Linked DNA regions of Sus scrofa: region 1 is linked to region 2. The links are chromatin contacts, called in public promoter capture Hi-C maps. All regions are on one chromosome and are shown on one strand. The core of a region is the stretch at or near the end of the contact, and the rest is flanking DNA. Distances in the headings are between cores, read along the strand shown. Region 1 holds the start of STON2 (stonin-2). Region 2 holds the start of TSHR (thyroid stimulating hormone receptor).

Region 1 (3,055 bases), core at 380-2,879, 420 kb after region 2:
GTCTGATACTTAATGATATTCTAGATTTTCAAAAGACAAATTCTTGGGGCTAAGCGTTTACTTAACTCTTCAATTAAGTGACACGGTGACAAAGAACTGAACCAGACCACCCGGGTCAGAAACAGGAAAAAAAATCACCTGAAGTGGCAACTGCAATTTTAGGTTTCTATGAGCTGCCTGTATTTTGTTTTGTGGTGGGACTTTTTGTTTTTCTTCTTTCTCTCTCTCTCTCCCTTGTTCTCCACTCTCTACTTGTTTAAGGGAGGAGTAGGAGTTATAAGAACCTTCAAAATTTACCCCCAAATCAGCCACACTAGTGAGATTCAATAAAGCACCATGATATACTTTTTACATAATATTCATACCAATTTTCTCAAGGGCTACAGAGTTTTCTCAGTTTCTATTGGAATCCATTTATCTCTCTCACCATTCCAATGAAGCAGTTTTTTTTTTTTTAATCCCTCAAAATCCCCAGGATTTTGTACCTTTAAATGATACCGCCCAGTAACATTAATATTGCTTTAAGTGTAAAAAGCTGTTCAGAGCTCCAAACAGTCACTGGTCCAGTTTGGACATGTCTTCTTAAAAGACCATCCACTCCGAAGAATAAATAGTAAGAGCCAGCATTTACTGAGTATTTAGCACCGTCCTCAGTGTTTTTCAGCATTGGCTCATTTAATTCTCAAAACAACGCTATCAGGCAGGTAAAAGCATTGCCCTCACTTTACAGATTAGAAGAGTCAGGCCCTGCCTAAGAGACAGGCAGAGGCCACAGTTAATGATTCACTCACAGCCCTTTTAGTGGAGGCTGCAACACACACACACACACACACACACACCCCTACACACATCCCCACCCCCCAGCCCCCACACAAACTCTCATGGTCTCATCGAGAGGCGGGTGTCCTGCAAATTGCTTGGCAACGCGAGGAGGAAACTCCATCCAAAGCCCGGGTCCGCTGGGTCCAAGACGCCTCTGGGCGCTGTCCAGCGGGCAGCGCGCCTGAGAGGCGAGGCTGGGGTCCTGTCTCCGAACACCCCGAAGGTGGGGCAGAACGCCAAAGCCGGGATTTCAGGCTCAGAGCGTGGAGGAGAAAAGCACGGTCCGCAGGGACACCTGTTGTCGCCTCCCTACTTGGGCCAATGAAGACGGCCGGGGACCCAGCTCTCAGGGAAGACACCCATAGGCAGAGTCTGTGTAAGGGTGCGGGTGTCGCAGGTGTCTTGTCTTCCCCAATCCACCCCCGCCGCCTCACCTAGCTCCCTCTCACACCCGGACGCCGGGGGCTGGTGGAAACGCGTCTCCCGGGGGCTCCGGCCGAGGCTAGCCCCGGGGCTCTGGGGGCTCTGGCAGCACCCGCGGCGCTAGGACCTAGCGGCCGGCCCGACCCCCGCCCGCTCCACCTGCGGGGCCCCGCTCCCAGGGCACGCTCGCCCTCCCCCTGTGGGGCGCCGGCGAGGTTACCTGAGACGCGGCCCGCTGTTTCCCGAGCGTCGGCTGGAAGGTCGCCGCGGCAGAGCGAGCTGGGCTGGTCCGAGGCTCCCCGTCCGCTGCGCTGCTGTAGCCGCGCTCCTGGCAGCCCCGCGCCGGCTCGGGAGTCGGAGCTTGCTCTGCGCCCGCGGACTCCCGGCACCGTTCCAGCCGTTCCTGATTGGTCGCAGATCACGCCCGAGCCGCGCCCTGATTGGGCAGCAGGAAGCCTGGGCGGTGAGGCGGGGCGGGAGCCGACAGGACCTGCTCTGGACAACCCTGCACCGCACCCTCGTGTCCCTGCTGAACCCCGAGGTCGGAATCCAGACGCTGAGACCGGGATCTGCTCCTCCGCGCGAGTGGAGTCCAGCACCCAGCGGGGCGCAAAGCGTCGCTGCGAGTAGCACGGCAATGGCAGGGAGTGGGGATCGTCTGGGAGTCTCTCCCACACCCGGTGCCAAGCTGGATCGTGGAAATCATTGCTTCTCCCGTCTCACTCCTACGTAGGGTTTTGACTTCACGTTCATTTAATATTTTTACTATAAAAAGGGCGTAGGACACAGGGCAGTGGCTTGTAAACAGTGGGCGCCAAATTGTATTTGTAGACTCAGATAGTACTTGACACACGATCTTTTGTGGTCCAACCAAAACTTGCAAAGGGTAAGCGACTTATCCAAAGTCCTAATCACGTTAATAAATTATTAAGAACGAGAAAGACGGCAAGTGTTGTTTTATGAGGAATTTATGCCTAACTAGGGAGATAAGGCTGAATAACAACAATATTAATAACCCTAATGTTTTCATGGCGCGTAATATTTACCAGTTTTCCAAGTACTTTGCATGTATTAATTCGGGAACACAGGAAACAGCTGTCATAAGGATACCCACGTGTCCCGTGTGGACGCGTGGTGTCAGCTCTGAATATGGAGATTTTCTCCTGGAAGACACACTCAGTCTCTTCACATTGTGAAGGAGGGGCACAGGTTAGAATGGAGAGGGATTGTGGGGAATTAAAATTGATCCCATCTTCCATTTCTTCTTCCATTTCATAGTCTTTAGGCCTCCCAACATTTTCTCTCACCTGCACGGAATCTTTCTAAGGAATAAAAGCAAGCACCATAAATTAGGATGCCCCTAGGACTTTGTTCTACCACTCATAAAAAGACCCCCCCCCAAAAAAAATCCAGACAATGAGTAGGAAAAAAACAGTACAGATTCTATTTTAGGACCTTTGACTTAGGTTGCAGTAATGTCTTCTTGACAGCAAGTATGCAACCGGGTTCCTACAGGTGTTTCCCCCTAGTTCTACTGTCCTTTGTTGACAGAACCATGAGTGAGAAATTTAGTTTGGTAGAGAAGTTAAAAGACCCTACTGACGCATTTTAAACAGCCTGGTTTTTGCCCTAGAGTGAGCTTAAAGTCATCTGCTTTGAGGAACCAAAGACCCCAGGAGAAAAGTAGCTCAGATTTCTCCAGTTGATATCGATGGACAACTAACCAATTCACTTTGTACTGAAAAGATATACTTGGCACCTGGTAAAAACATGAGGGCACAACAGATTCTTTGCTGTTCTGCTTCTTGTG
Region 2 (3,307 bases), core at 70-2,569:
TGTATGGATGTATCACTGTTGATCCATTACGTGGTAGAAGGACATTTGGGTGATTTCTAGTTTGGGGGATTATGAATAAAGACACTACAAAGATTGAAGTACACATCCTTTAAGTATACAGTTCAATAAATGTTGGCAAAATGTACATCCATTTATGTCCAGTCTAATCAAGATGTCGAACATTTCTATTACTCCTGTGAGTTCTCTCTTGTCCCTTTCCAGTGTTTCCCCTAGTCATTATTCTGGTTTCCATCACCACAGCTTTTCCCCCATATCAGAAGTTCACATAAATGAGATGATACAGTATGTGAGAAATTGATATTCCTTTTACCCCAAGAAGAAATAATTAGCAATGGAAGGCTTTTAAGAGGAAAATTGGCACAACCTGATTTCTATTTAAATTTATCTTTTTGGCTACTGTCTGAAGAATGACGAGTAGATGATACTGTGCCACTTAGGTATTCTTTTTCTTCCCATCTTCTGGGGGAAATATGGCTCGATAGAATTCCTGGGCAGACCAGAATTTACCAGTTGGCTTCAACTTGGTACAGCAAAGCGGGCTCATTGTTCAGTTCAAGGTGCTCGAACTGTTTCTGCCGCTCCCGGTTCTCCCCAGCAGGTGGCCGCAGAGCCCAGTTCGTGCCCTGCCTCTCCGAGTCCGCGGTCTGCAGGCAGAGCCGGACGCCACTAGGCGCCTCTTCGAGGCGACTTCTGCTCCTGTGGCTGCGCGCCCAGCCCGGGCTTGCGCTGAAGTTGGGGAGCCAAGAGGATCCTCCAGGGGTGTCTCGCCCCGGCCCTGGCCACACCTCGGGCTGGCAAGCCACGTGTGTCCGCCTCCGACCCTCAGCAGAGGCGTCCTAGGAGCTGAAAGTGTGCGGGACCCTTGTCCGCCCGAGACTGTCCGTTCCGCTGGAACTTTCTCTGAATAAGAGGGTGCGTGCAGTGGATCCCAACAGGCAGTGCTTTGGGGAGGTTACCCACGGGAAAAGGGGGCCCGCTGGGTTTAGCGACAAGGAAAGAAGAGGACATCTAAGTGAGGCTTTGGAGAGAAATAATGGGAGGAACACGAGGGGGCAGTTTGGAAAGCAGAGGGGACAGCTGGGACTGGTGTGGAGTGTCAGGGAACAGACGGAGCGGGCTGTGAGGCGTCGGGCAAGAAGTGAAGAAAGTAAGCAAGCTTGTTTGGGTGGAGAGTTGCCCAGGGAAACGGAGCACTTAAGAGCCTCTTCTTTCCTCTCTCCAGCCTCCTCTTTGGTGCTGAAGTCACAACCCCTTCCTCCTTCCTCCCACCCTTCCCTTGCTCCATCAGCCTGAGGGCACCGGAGGCGCAGAGGGCTGAAGATGAAGAGATAGCCTTGGAGGCCCGAGGAAAATGAGTCTGACGCCCCTGTTGCAGCTGGCGCTGCTTCTCGCCCTGCCCAGGAGCCTCAGGGGGAAAGGGTGTCCGTCTCCGCCCTGCGAATGCCACCAGGAGGACGACTTCAGAGTCACCTGCAAGGATATCCACAGCATCCCCCCCTTACCACCCAATACTCAGACACTGTGAGTACCAGGGAGGGGACGGGGAGGACTCAGCTGCCAAAGACAGCTGGAAGAGGTGGATAGAAGTGCACAAAAAGAGCTTGAGAAGAGGCCAAGGTGTGGGGGGGAGGGGCTGCGGCAAATTTGGGATTGCTGACTCTATAGTTACTTCAAACAGAAAAAAGGCAACTAAACTTTAGTAAAGGTTAAAGTGAGAGCTGTTCTTGCTGAAGAGTTGCTCTTTTGCTCTTTGCCTATTCCTAGTCCTGGCTGAATCTTAATTTTACTCAAAGATTAATAGCAACTAATGAACTGATCGTTTTGATCTTATTTTGTGTGATGAAAAATTGCAAAAAAAAGTGTTTCAACTTTTAATCTTTCTAGATGGGAGATTATCTGAGTAGGTCTCTTGATTCATCCAATAATTGACAAAAATTTAATCAAGGCTCTTTTCAAAATACAATTGTCTCGGTATACATGGGGATTGGTTTTGGGTATATCAAAATCTCAGGATGCTCAAGCGTAGTATTTGCATATCACCTACACACATTCTCCTGTATACTTTAGATCATCTGGATTACTTATAATACCTAATACAATGTAAATACTATGTACATAATTCTAAGTACAATGTAAATGCTGTGTCAGTAGTTGCCAGTGTGGAGCAAATTCAAGTTATGCTTTTTGGAAACTCTGGAATTTTTCTTCTGTGTATTTTGAATCCAGGTTTGGTTGAATCTGTAGATGTAAAAACTGCACATATGGAAGGTTGACTGTATACCCTTTATACTTTGTAAGAAGCTAACTTTGTAGGAAGTATCTGAGTTACTTATTTACATATGAACTACCCACCAATGTATCACCTCCTTTGGGATAGTAATGGTAGAGGTATGAAGAGACAGAATTTCATAAAACACATTTTAATCTGCATGTTAAATATTACCAAATCAGAAACTTGATGTTTAAGAAGTTTTATTTATCTGTTCCTTAACAGACATTTAAATCGATGACAATTGAAAGTATCATTGTAAACAAGGAAAGAAGCCTTTCTTGGATGTTTAGAAATAGAACAGTTAGAAAGAACAGTAAAACAATCTGCTTTTACTGTTTACTTAACTGGATAAAACCAGTTAAGGGAAGAAAGCACAGGTTGAGAAAGAAAATGTAGATAAATGAAAAGCAATGGTGAAGTTGTATTTAAGATTTCCTCAAGAATTTAGCTCATGGGGACATTCAACAGTAGGTTCTAAAAGTTTTAGCACAGGTGTGTCTTTCTGGGCTGAGATGCTTCCGTTTCTTATCTCACCTGGATTAATTAGTGCAATAACTTCCAAGTGGTGGCTTCTGTCTCCGTGGTGCCACCACAGAATGAAATTTGTTCTTTTGCTCTTGATTAACTCCTTATGGCTCCTATGATAAAACTATTGTACAACCTACAAGATCCTTTAAGACTGAGCCTACTCTTTCACACCTCAGAGCTCCTACTCCGTCTCACTTTCTACTCCTACTGAAAGGAATTTCTGGCACTTTCCTCAAAGTACATTGCTTTCCCAGCTGCTTTTGTCTTCTCTCCCATGTTCTGTGCCCTCTGCCTAAAGCAACTTTTCCCTTCTCTTCATCTGGCTCATGCCTACTCCACGGTCCAGATTAGGGGTCAGCTCCTTTAGGAAACCTCTCTTGACCCATGACCCCTAGGCTGGGTGAGCTACCTTCCCCCACAACATTCTGTTGAACCCTATCCTAGCCCTTACACACGGCTTTCCTTATAACTTGTTATTTGTTTGGG

What was found. Promoter capture Hi-C pulls out the DNA fragments that hold promoters and counts their contacts.
Region 1: a promoter capture Hi-C map of fetal liver shows a contact between it and region 2, with 3 times the contacts expected there. The contact joins the promoter of STON2 here to the promoter of TSHR in region 2. A contact is called at or near these places in 2 of 5 promoter capture datasets (fetal liver and liver), 14 of 47 Hi-C or Micro-C datasets (adipose tissue, alveolar macrophages, embryonic fibroblasts and 10 more) and 1 of 2 datasets of contacts at active chromatin or transcription factors (alveolar macrophages).

The regions. Positions count from the first base shown.
Region 1 is chr7:104,188,104-104,191,158 of Sscrofa11.1, forward strand. It overlaps STON2 (stonin-2), which reads right to left and starts at 1,630. Exons shown (of 8, transcript XM_021099580.1): 1 at 1,466-1,630.
Region 2 is chr7:103,767,617-103,770,923 of Sscrofa11.1, forward strand. It overlaps TSHR (thyroid stimulating hormone receptor), which reads left to right and starts at 1,320. Exons shown (of 10, transcript NM_214297.1): 1 at 1,320-1,542. The coding sequence starts at 1,373.